Regions from separate parts of the Mus musculus genome. Here all the other regions are linked to region 1. A link is a contact called in public promoter capture Hi-C data. All regions are on one chromosome and are shown on one strand. The core of a region is the stretch at or near the end of the contact, and the rest is flanking DNA. Distances in the headings are between cores, read along the strand shown. Region 1 holds the start of Dolpp1 (dolichyl pyrophosphate phosphatase 1). Region 2 holds the start of Fam102a (family with sequence similarity 102, member A). Region 3 holds the start of Pip5kl1 (phosphatidylinositol-4-phosphate 5-kinase-like 1).

Region 1 (4,032 bases), core at 1,329-3,828:
TATAGACAGTTAGAGCAGGTGCAAACCCAAACACGGGATGGATGCCTTTAGATGTCACCTAGGGTACTGCACAGGCACATCGGTTGTTCCTTATCTGGGGGATTCTTACACAAGAATGTCTAACTTCTGAAACACATTGACCTATATCCATATGGTGTCTGGAACTTTCTATAAGAATGTCACATATGGGGCTGGTGAGATGGCTCAGTGGGTAAGAGCACCCGACTGCTCTTCCAAAGGTCCAGAGTTCAAATCCCAGCAACCACATGGTGGCTCACAACCATCCGTAATGAGATCTGACTCCCTCTTCTGGAGTGTGTGAAGACAGCTACAGTGTATTTACATAAAATAATAAATAAATCTTTAAAAAAAAAAAAAAAAAAAAGAATGTCACATATGAACACATAATGAATGACTTTGAACTCTGGATCTTCTTGCCTCAGCTTTCCAAACACACGCACACGCAGTTTGGTTTTTAGTTTAGTTTCCCCCCCCCATTCTGTTTTTTGAGGAGATTCTTAGGTATGCCAGGCTAGCCAAGACCTCACTATGTGACCCGAGGGTTACCAGAACTTCTGATCCTCCTGCCCCTCTCAGGTTCTGGAATTACAGGCATGCTCCATCTGGCCTTTTTTTTTTTTTTTTAAAAGACAAATTCCTGCATGGGCTGGAATCCCAATCTCCTACCTTTACCTCCCAGTTGCTACAATTTTAGGGTGTCCACCCAGCTAAATATTTTATATAATTAAAAAATAGCAAAAGCAAGTGTGTGTGGCGGACCATACCATTAGTCTCAGCACTTGGGAGGCAGTGGCAGGTGGATCTCAGTGAGTTTGAGATCTGCACAACATCTACATAATGAGTTCCAGGCCAGTCAAGTTTACACACTGAGACCCTGCCTCGGGGGGAAAAAGATTCCTTCATTATTTACTTACCCTCAGAGCTTTCTGTACCCTCAGCACCAGCTATTCCCTCAGAGACTCAGTGGCTCAGCCCCACCCACCTCCCCCACAAGAAGTCCAGCTTTTCTTCCTGCTGGAGACTCGCCCCAATAACTCCCACACATTTTCAGTTCTTCATCTTGTCACTTCCTTAGGGATGCTCTCTCTGTGTTTCTGGGACTCTGAAGAAGGGCAAGGCAGCCTGACCTTCCATGGGTGCCCTCTCTCTCAGAGAACTATTCTAGGAAGCTCATGACCACGTCTCACACCTCTTTCTTTCAAAGGCTAATAATGACTTTGCCTGAGAGAGAGAGCTAAGGGCAGGTGACTAGGAGGTGGGCCCAGCTGGATAAGTTCAGGCTGGGTAGGGAGACGGAAGACAAGCTGAACACCACTGGGGGATTCTGAGTCCCCAGCCTACTTAGAGTAACCTACAATTCTGGCTTCCACGGGCTGCCAGACTAAGCCACTGTAGCTAGTGACCTCAGAACATAGAATATGGAGGGCCAAGGCTCCAACCTAGACCTACTGGGTACCCCCAGGTCTAAGGCAGACCCGGAACCTGCTTTTATTTTTATTTTTTTACTGTACATGCTCTGGGCCTTAGTCAGAGGTCAGAGAACCGTTGCATACTGGCAGAGGCAGACAAGGAAATAATTACAGTCAAGTGTAGCCAGAGATGAGGTAGGCAAAGGAGGTGCAATTGTGGGAGACCACTGGAACTCCCCCACCCCCTTTCTGAGGTAGCCCAGACTGGCTTCCAACTCACAGAGATCCCCCTGCTTCTGTGGAGGCCCTTCTCTTAATTTTCAGAACCTGAAGCTATGAACTGACAAGTCAGCCTGGGCCAGGCAAATGGGGCAGGAGTGTGTGTGCCCATTCCTTGCAGAGAAATTTGAGGAATTGGAATCTGGCCTAGACAGTAAGTAGGTCTGTCTGGAGAGAGTTGGTTCAGAAAGGGGACGTGGGTGGGAGGTGTGGCTGTTTCTTCAAGAATGTTTCTTCAAGAATGGGGAAACAGAGAAGGGTAGATGGAACATCTGGATTATACTGAAAATGGTCCCAAGTGGCCTCACTACGCTACGGCGTAATTGAAACGTATAGCATCCCATCTAAGATATCTACAATATGTGCTACATCCCAGAAGTGAGGACCAATAATTTTTTTTTAACAGAAAAGTTCCTTTGCGGAACTGCACCTCTTGTCTGTCAGTAAAGGGCAATAAAAAACTGCACTAGGTCTTTGACTTCAGTTTACATTTATGGACAGGAAGCCAGAACCTGGAGGACGAGGCAGAATGATGCTGGGGCAAGCCTAGCCTTCATAGTGAGGAACACATTTTTGTTTTCCAAATGGGTCGGTTGAGACCCGGTGGTGCTGAGGCTGCTCCTCCACTGCGCTCTGGGTTCTCAGGAGCTTTAACTCTGGGCGCAGGTGCCAGCCTAACCAAAGCTCCCACCAAAGTACAACACGCCCCCCGAGATAGCGCCTGATTGGCTCGCCCTTCCCACACGCCGAGCTAAGCTTACCTTTTGATTGGCTGTTCTGCGCTCTGTCCTGCGCTGCGAGTGCTCCATTCTCTTGATTGGTTAGTCAACTACCTGAACTCGCACGGGATTGGACACTGGCAAAGCTGCGCGAGTCCCCGCTCTCTGATTCGCCGCACGGGCCAGCCTCACGACCTGCACACTGAATGGCTGCGCCACTACCTGCAATCGGCCTCGGATTGGGTGCGTGGCGTCTCCCCGGCGTGATAGGTCAGGACCACCGCCCCCCTTGCTCCCCATTGGCTGCTCTGCGAAGCCCGGTCTCCGGGTAAGATGGCAGCGGACGGACAGTGCTCGCTCCCCGCTTCATGGCGGCCAGTGACCCTCACCCACGTCGAATACCCTGCAGGTAAGAGCCTGCCCCGGCTCCGAGGACGTTCTCCTCGAGCTGCCGCCACAGCCCCGGGCGTTCCGGGCCGCGCGGACCGCCTTCGGGGCGCCTTGGAACCGCGGTGGGAACTGTCAAACAGCGAGCCTTGGAGGGGCTCGGCCGGCGCGCGCGCCGCGCAGGCGCAGTGAGGCGGCGATGAGCAGGGAGAAATTGCGAGCGGCTCGCTCGTGTGCTCTGCGGCTGCGCGGCCGAGTCGCTCTCCGGGGTCCCGGGGTGCTGGTGGGCTGTCCTGGGCCGGGGGAGGGTCTGGATAGGGCGGGCGAGGATCTGGGCCTGGACTTTGTCCCTTGTGCCCCGCCCTCCCCCGAGCCAGAGAGGCCGCACTCCTGCTCGGCTGTGCAGGGAGTGACAGTTTCCTTCACTACGCTGCGGGCTGCTCACTGGAGAAAGCTCCCAGTTGCAGGGAGTGTGCAAACCCAGGCCAGGTTTGGGAGAATTTGCGGCGCCACGCCCTGAGCAGCGCGGCAGAGGCCAGCCGCCAAGGGGGCATGCAGCCCCTGGGAGCCTGACTTGTAAGAGCTTCCATCTGACACGCCTCTGGGAGTGCCCGCCTCTCTGGTGGGAAGGTCCATTAGCCATGGTTCTGAAGTTCCGGCTCGGCTCCATAGAGTGGAGCGGAGCGGAGCTTAGGCCTTGGGGTGAGACGTTTCCGGGCTCCAGGGTAGGCACCACCCCTCCAGTCACTTCATCTTAAGTGGCTCCAAGTACAGTGTCTCCTTTCTGTAATGGTGTGTGACTCAAATGACCACAGGCCTAAGAGGTGCTGGGCACAGAGCCTGGCCCACAGTGGACACCCAGTAAATACCTGTAGTTTATCTCTCTAGCTTGCCAGCACCCTCCCTGGATAAATGTTTGTTGCTGAGCAGCCGGGGCCCCCTTGCTGGCCTCTGGTTGTCCAGGAAGGGCCTGTCCTCTTGGGTAGAGGGCCTGAGAACTTGGGTCTGCTGAGAACACAGGGCCACAGGCCAGGAGAACTTTGCCTCTGGGTGTTCTGGGTTATACTTAAGGTGTGGCAGTCCAGGGATGGGCCCTATCAAAGTGCCTGTTCATTACCCAACCACCCATCCATCCATTCATTCTGCATTCCCTTAGCATAGCATCTCCCGGGTGCAAGGCCCTGGGCCAGCTCGGGGTTTGGAATGATGAAGTCCCT
Region 2 (3,776 bases), core at 1,048-3,547, 2.1 Mb after region 1:
AGCTTTTGAGCATAGTACTGTCGACCCCAAAGCACTAGTCCTCACTATGCTATACTATACTATACTATACTATACTATACGTAATACCTGCCATCCGTAGATCCTGCACCTCAGGGTTACAAACTGAGGCCCCATGTTGGTTCTTTGGGACAGGGTTTCTCTGTGTAGCCCTGCCTGTCCAGGAACTCACTCTGTAGACCAGGCTGGCCTCAGAACAGCCAGTATTCTGGTCTCACACCAAACTGTCTCTTGCTTCCTGTCCTGTTAACATGCTTTTTGCACTGCCTGGGAAGTGAGAAGGGACACTTCCGGGGGTGGCAGGGTGTTCCTAGCCTTTAGGCTACACAGAACCAAATGGAACCAGGCCTGGCGGCAAATTGTTGGAGAGGCCTGAGGTTACACAGTTGAAACTGAGGATCCAGTTAGGCCTCCAGACACTCTTGGCTGACTTCTTAGATATCTCATCAGGGGCCACAGGCTCTTCCCTTAGGGAACAGGCCTTAAGGGGAAAGGTTGAGAGTCCAGCCAAAGAATTTAAACCCTTCAGGCCAAGCCTGGTGTGGAAGCCTAAGCCGTAATCCTAAGGTTTAGTAAAGGCAGAAGGACCATCCCCAGCCACACGCAGTTTGAGGCCAGCCTGGGCTAAAGACAAAAACTAAACACAGTCGGAGCTGGCAAGAAGACTCAGTAGGTAAAAATGCTTGCTGCCAAGTCAGATGACCTGAATTTAATCCCTAGGACCCACGTGGTAGAAGGGAAGAACTTAAGTTATTCTCTGCCCTTCACTGCACTGTGTGCCATGTGCCCAATCATATCAACAAACGTAATTTATTTTTTAAAAGACAAAGCCTTCAGGCCTCTACTTCCTCACCTTCAAAAGGAGATGCCTAGCTACATCAGGGAGGTCTGGATGGATTGGTTCGTTTCATCTCCAATCTGACTGCGTTTTCCACATTATGGGACAATTATGAGGAGCAGAGATTGCCACCCATGCTTCTGAAATGTAAGCTCAGGAAGTCTTCATGCACATGTCCAAACATGATATCATGCATGGTATCAAACATGATGTCCGGCAGAGAATTTACATCTCAAATGCCAATCAGCCCAACTCTCTTTAATTTTCCACAGGGAAGTCCAGCAGACCTTAACTTATCTCCTGCCCGGATCAAAAACGGCCTTTCACTCACCCATTTCCCCATTTTCTTTCCTCCAAGTTATCTGATGCCAGAACAATCAAGTCACTATCTAGCTCAAAAAACCAGGAGATGCCTCCTTCTTTGCTCTGGTCTACAAGACTGGGCCAGATTCTAGCCTGATCTGCTGTTCTCTCAAATTAGAATTCATCCAGGGATACTCCACAAACTTTTTGAGTACCATGCTGCCGGGCCAGCAGGCCTCTAGTGACTGCCACTGCCTGTACCCCGATGCTTGGCCGGCTTTGTGTCAGAATCCTTTGAACTTCCGTTCCAATCCGAAAGCACACGCCTCCTCTGACCTCCCTACTTGAGTTCTTCAGCAGACTCTCAGATCCAGTCTTTCCACTGGGTGCCTGCCTGACTCAGGACAGAGTTCCTAAACACTGGCGGCCTGGATAAAAAGAATCATAAAATGCCGATAGTTTGGAGAGTACGAGGTCCCCAAGGTGTCCTTTGCCATAACTATCGGGAAACTTTAAACAAAAGCCTTAGATAACAGCCTGGAACCAGGCAGGCCGAGTCACAAGGTTGCCGGGCTCCAATGGATCTTCAAGAGCGGCAAAGCCAGGACAGATGCTTGTCATTTTTAGAGGCGAGCAAGACCTGCATAGGTCTTGAGACACCTCTGCGATTGTTTTCCTGAGAACAGGGGTGCTACCTCCTCAGCCTGCTTCATTGCTCACTGAGCTCAGGTCTTGGCGGGATCCGGGCAGGCCGTTCTAGCCCTAGTTTCCAGATTGTTTCCCCTAGTCATTGTTTCTCCTTTTCTTGGGCTCGCGCTCTCCTCCCGTTCTTTCCAGTGCCGGCCCCCACACCCCGCGACCTCCCACCGCCTCTCCGCACCCCCCCCCACCGCGCTTCTCAAGGAGGCGGGTCCAGCCCCGCGAGCGCTCCAATCCGAGCGCCCTCAACTGGCCCTGCCTCCGCGAGCCCCGCCCCACGCCACCGCCAGCCAATAGAAATTCGTGTTCGTACAGTCGGCCTGTCCAATCGCAGGTTGGCTGTGAGCCTCGCGCGCCCCGCCCCTGCTGCTCTCGGCCGCGGCTCCGCGGGCGGTCGCGCCGGGGCTTCGGCATTCTCCGAGCAGCGCCGAGCTGCGTCGGGCTCAGCCGGCTGCGTCCGGAGGTGCGGGCGACGGCGCCGCTGTGCTCCAGCGGTGCTAACCGAGGCAGAAGCCATCCGGCCGGGTCGGAAGGCGCCTGAGACTCGGGCAGGGCAGGAGCGGCGTAGGTCCCAGGACTGAGCGGGAGGCGGACCGGCACACGTTCCCGGCCCGGCAGAGCCTCCCGAAGCGGTCCCTGCAGAGCCGGGTCGGTCGCCGAGGTGGCTTCCGCTTCCCGGGGCCTCACCTGCGCAGGCCGCGGTGCGCCAGGTGCGGAGGCGTGTGCGTCGCCTGGGCACCTCCCACGGCAGCCAGCGGGGCGGAGGCGGGGCCGCCGCCCGGGTCTCCAGCGGTTCGCCCGGCCGTCTCCGTCAGTCTCACCGGTCCGCCGGGCCCCGCGGATCGGGATGCTGCTGCTCGCTTGCGAGCCGCCCTCCACGCCAGCCCCCGCTGCCGGGGCCGCACCTCGCTGTTTACATGTCAGTGGAGCCCGGGTTCCCCGAGGGTGAGAGCAGCCGGCTCACTGGACCTGGGGCTCCGAACTCAGATCCTCTCCTGCCCGCAGCCTCCGCCGCCATCTGGACTGGATCCAGCTCTGGTGTTTTTGAGGAGGGGGGTGTGGTGTCGGGAAAGGAATCCTGGGGTTTTCTAGTATCCCCTTCTTTTTTTCTTTTTTCTTTTCTTTTTCTTTTTGGCCCTGCGGGCTTCAGACTCAGGGAACTTGCTCATGGCTTTTTTGATGAAGAAGAAGAAATTTAAATTTCAAACCACTTTCACCTTGGAGGAGCTGACTGCGGTCCCCTTCGTGAACGGGGTCCTCTTTTGCAAGGTCCGGCTGCTGGATGGCGGGGATTTTGTCAGCTTGTCGTCCAGGTAGGCATTGAGGTTTTCGCGTTTGCAGGGGAGGGTGGGGAGTGCTGATGAGTGAGATCTAGCCACTTGGCAAATGTGGAAGACTCAGCTAGGGACGGATGGGCAAGGGGCCCGCCTGGGGAAAGATTTGCTCTAAGCAGGACTTAGGTCTGAGTGAGCTGGCAGAGCGCCTGGCATTTGTCTGCAGGTGACCAGCCAGAAACCTTTTAGGGCCCTGCGTGCACTCTTCAAGTCACCCGTTTTACAGATTTGTATGGAGAGAGCTGACTGAGATTTTCACTTTAAGGGATTAAGTAAGGGTGTCTCAGGCCACCTTGCCACCAAGCTGGCTCCTGTGGCTGTCATACGATTGAGAGATTGGGCCAGCCAGGGCTCTCTGGCTCTCTCCCCTTGGCTGGGAAAGCCCAGTTCCAGGCACTCCCTGGATTTGATTGCGGGAGGTGGCTGGATTTTGGGTTGCCCAGCCCCCTCTTGAGTGACTGCCCTCCACTGGCTAAAGCTGGACTGCTTTGCAATGCAAATGTCCTTGCCAGGAGACTGCCTTCCCCTGTGAAAAAAGCCATCGGGTTTGATTTTGTGTCCGTCATCGTCCTAGTAGGTCCAGC
Region 3 (3,671 bases), core at 166-2,665, 2.2 Mb after region 1:
CTGGAGAGATGTCTCAGCAGCTATTTCAGAGGGCCAGAGTTCAGTCAGAGGTCGAATTAAGTGACCACCACCCACAACTCTGGCACCAGAGGACACTTCTGGGTGCCACTGGCATCCACACACATATGTGCCCAGACGTGTATATGTATAATTGTAAAGATGAATAGACCTTCTTAAGCCAGCATATCTAAGCATCTTCTGCTCGTTTCTAGTTCTCTGGGTTATTCCTCCCACTGTCCCAAGGCTCTGCGTGCTAGGGACTATCATTACTACAGCCACTGTGGTCTCTTGGGGCTCCGCGCTCCCACCCCCTACATCATTCCAATCCACACAGTTCCCAAGTTTGTGCTGGGCACTGGGCATGTGAGGTCCATGTAGTCCCCACTCTGGTGGCACTCCCAATTCAGGAGGTTTGATGTAATAAACCAATCCATGAGCAAGACAATCTCTGCTCATGCCAAGGGTGATGGGAATAAAGGCCATGATCCAGTGTATGGAAGAAGTGCATAGAGTCCTGAAAGGTGGTCCGAAGGATCAAGGCAAGTAAAAAGTCCAGACAGGACTGATACTTGGGAGCCCAGGAACGGGAAACCCTGGGGGTGGAAGTTTGCAGCTTGGGTTGAGGGCAAGGAGGGTGTTTGGAGTGAGTCAAGAGAGTGGTGACTCATGCCATGGTGAGGAGTTTGAATTCTGTTCCACCGCCAAGAGACGTCACTGAATACTTAAAGTATAAGGGTGACATCATCCCATCTATGCTTTTAAAAGATTATGTTGTGTCCCTCTAGCTAGCTCACCAAAAAATTTCTGGTGTCTGTTCCCGCTGTGGCCTCCAGTGGGCGCTTCAATCACACGGAAGGATGCTCTGACTTCTGTACCACCTGGAGATGGTCACTTCTTTCTCTGCTTTTAGCTTCTTTACCTGAGAGACAGCCAATGGGAATTTCATGCCTAAAAAGACCCAAGAAACACGATTTAAGCTACCTGACTCCACAGCCAGTCCTAGAGACGTACGTCCACAGTTCGGGAGGAAATTGAGAGGAGAATCATTTCTCCGGCACCTCCACCAAAACCCGGCGACCTCGCCCAGCCAGAACCGGGATTCAGAGGATGCTGCGTCCTCGGAGGGGGGACCCAAGGGCAAAGGCCAGCGCCCCCCTCGCAGATTCCGTGCAAAGCGTGCAACCGCAACAAGAAGGCATTTTCTCAGGCACCTCAGCCATCGCCAGGAGGCTCGGTCCGACCACGATCAGGATGCAGAGGATCCTACATCCTCGGAGGGGGGACCCGCAGGCCAAGGTCATCGTCCCCCTCGTGCAACCGTGACAAGGCCTTTCCACCAACACCTCAGCCAGGCAGCTCTGAAGGGCCAGGATCAGAGTTCTGAGTATGCTGCATCCGTGGAGGTGGAACCGGCAGGCAAAGGCAAGCGCCCCTTTCGAAGATTGGGCACAGTGGTAACAAGAGCGTCGCGATTGGTCGTTCGCCATGCAGAGGCGGGGCCTGATTCCTGCATCTGGGCCTCCGAGACACCGCCAAAGCCAGAGAAGCGGCACCTGGGGGCGATGGCCACACCAAGCCTTAGGTCCCACGAGGTAGGTGCGGACCAGAGAGGGGACAAGAAAGGGAAGGGTGAAAGTCTGGCCATTACCTTGGCCAGAGGCTTGAACACCCCCCCGCCCCGTCTCTGCTCTGGGAAGATCAAGACACGCCCCACGGAGGTATGAAAGGGGGTAGCGATCTGGTGGGTGTCCCCCGGAGGTCTTCCTCAGTTTCCTCATCAGGAAAATTTGGATGATGAGATAAATTCCGTAAGGCTCCATAAGGACCTCAAGCGCTCAGCTTTGTACACAGGATGGGTCTCCAGTAGGAATGGGTGAGCTGGTATGACTTCAGCTTCCATTTGACCTGGTCCTTCTTGCTAGCACAGAGAAGCACAGCATAGAAGAGGAAACAGGGAAGACTGAATCTCCCAGCATCCCAGCGCCTGCTAGCAAGGCTTCTTGTGAAGGCAGCTCAGACGCAACAGTAGCAGCTAACATGTAACAGAGGAGATAATAAGGCTGGGTCTGACCTAAGGTCATGCAGCCTCTGGGAGTCATCAGATGCACCTGGGATTGACAGCAGAAGGCTGTTCCCACTCCATTTGCATACCATTTGCAGGTGGTTTTGGCCCCTCAAACACTGGGACTATAGCTATAGTGTTAGCCCTGTATTTTATGGTCAGGGAAGGTGAAGCAGAGAAAGATAAGCAGAAGATCCCTAATCGGTGGAAGTAGGATTTGAACCCATGCATTTCCCTTCTGAAATACTGCCACATGCTCTTTGTTTCTTGTGCCTCTTCCCATCAGATCCCGGCCCACTCCCAGGAGGCTGGAAACAAGTCCATTTCCTCAGGGAGCCGCCGCGGCCTTCTTTGGCACCTCCGAGCCAGGCAGTCTAGAGTTGGCCTGTTTGAGGTCGGTCCAGGACATGAGCTGCATAGAATGACACGAATGATGCAGGAAGGGCTGTGGGCTGCCACCCAGGTCTCCAAGAACAACCCACCCACGGTGAATGGCCCATCCTGTCTCAGACACCTCAAACCTAGCTGGCAGTCTATCTCACTAAAAGGTTGACACTGGTAATCAGAGAGGCCTACCAAGAAGAGGAAGGCAGGGATTTGTGTCAGGAAGCAGAAATTCTGAGTTGAAAAGCTGGAAGAGAAGTCCAGGAGGTCTGAGGGACACCCTGCTTAAAGTGGTGGATGTATGGCCTCTGTCTCTCTGGGCCTCAAGTACCCCTATCTGTATAATGGGTGAAGCCCCTGGGCCCTACCAGCTTGAATGGTTAAGAAGGGACCCCCACCCCCACCCTGCCCAATCCAGTCCATCCTCCCTGGAGCCTGTCAGGCTGGGGCCAAGCTGGCTCAGCAGAAAGCATCACCCAGCTGCTAACTCAGCAGCCCAGTCGCCTGGGGAGCCTTTATGTTGTCCGCGTGTGTGCACGTATGCACAGTTGAAATACAAGATCTGGAGGGGGTTCTCTGGAACATAGCCTGACCCTCATCACCTGCAGGAAGTATCCTCGGGACTGAACACAGCCTGGAGATATGGCTGCCTACAGAGCTGGCTGTTGTAGCCTGCCTCTGGCCTCCAGGGCACTTCCAGAATGGGGTTTCTCCTCTCCACACACCTTCAGATTTCCACTCAGAGGTCACCTGCCCCGGGCACCCTTCCCCAGTCAGACTCTCCGAGGCTTTCCCCTGGCATCACTGGCCCCTTTCAGGAGGATGCAATCTGGCTGTACACAGCCTGCATGAGTATTTGAAAGTATGCACCAGGCTTGAACTTGGTGCCTGGTCCTGAAGATCCAGATGTGGGTGATAACGCCCATGGGGCCCTGCCTTAGGTCATCCCCATCCTTCCTCCAGCCCTGGGTGAACCAGAATCTCAAGCGCCCAATTTAAGCTAACAAGACTTGTCAGTTCCCTGTTTGCTAAAGGAAAGGGCAAGGCCCCGTGCTGGACACACAATCTAGGTAGGCCATAGCAGACCCAGACTTTCTCTGAAACCCATTACCAACCCCTGCAGGGACCTACTACCCAGAAGGATTACCTGGAAGTCATGACCCAAGTTCACGAAGAGGTAGGAAGTACCTAAGTGGTGGGGTCTCTTTGCTTTAGCTCCCCCCTC

What was found. Promoter capture Hi-C pulls out the DNA fragments that hold promoters and counts their contacts.
Region 2: a contact with region 1 is called in a promoter capture Hi-C map of cranial neural crest. The contact joins the promoter of Fam102a here to the promoter of Dolpp1 in region 1. A contact is called at or near these places in 2 of 39 promoter capture datasets (cranial neural crest and hippocampal neurons).
Region 3: a promoter capture Hi-C map of pre-B cells shows a contact between it and region 1, with 3 times the contacts expected there. The contact joins the promoter of Pip5kl1 here to the promoter of Dolpp1 in region 1. A contact is called at or near these places in 2 of 39 promoter capture datasets (cranial neural crest and pre-B cells).

Annotation. Positions count from the first base shown.
Region 1 is chr2:30,389,676-30,393,707 of GRCm38.p6, forward strand. It overlaps Dolpp1 (dolichyl pyrophosphate phosphatase 1), which reads left to right and starts at 2,579. Exons shown (of 8, transcript NM_020329.4): 1 at 2,579-2,837. The coding sequence starts at 2,762.
Region 2 is chr2:32,533,062-32,536,837 of GRCm38.p6, forward strand. It overlaps Fam102a (family with sequence similarity 102, member A), which reads left to right and starts at 2,298. Exons shown (of 11, transcript NM_153560.4): 1 at 2,298-3,171. The coding sequence starts at 3,026.
Region 3 is chr2:32,574,303-32,577,973 of GRCm38.p6, forward strand. It overlaps Pip5kl1 (phosphatidylinositol-4-phosphate 5-kinase-like 1), which reads left to right and starts at 1,416. Exons shown (of 10, transcript NM_198191.3): 1 at 1,416-1,592; 2 at 2,349-2,549; 3 at 3,570-3,623. The coding sequence starts at 1,563. It also overlaps 9430097D07Rik.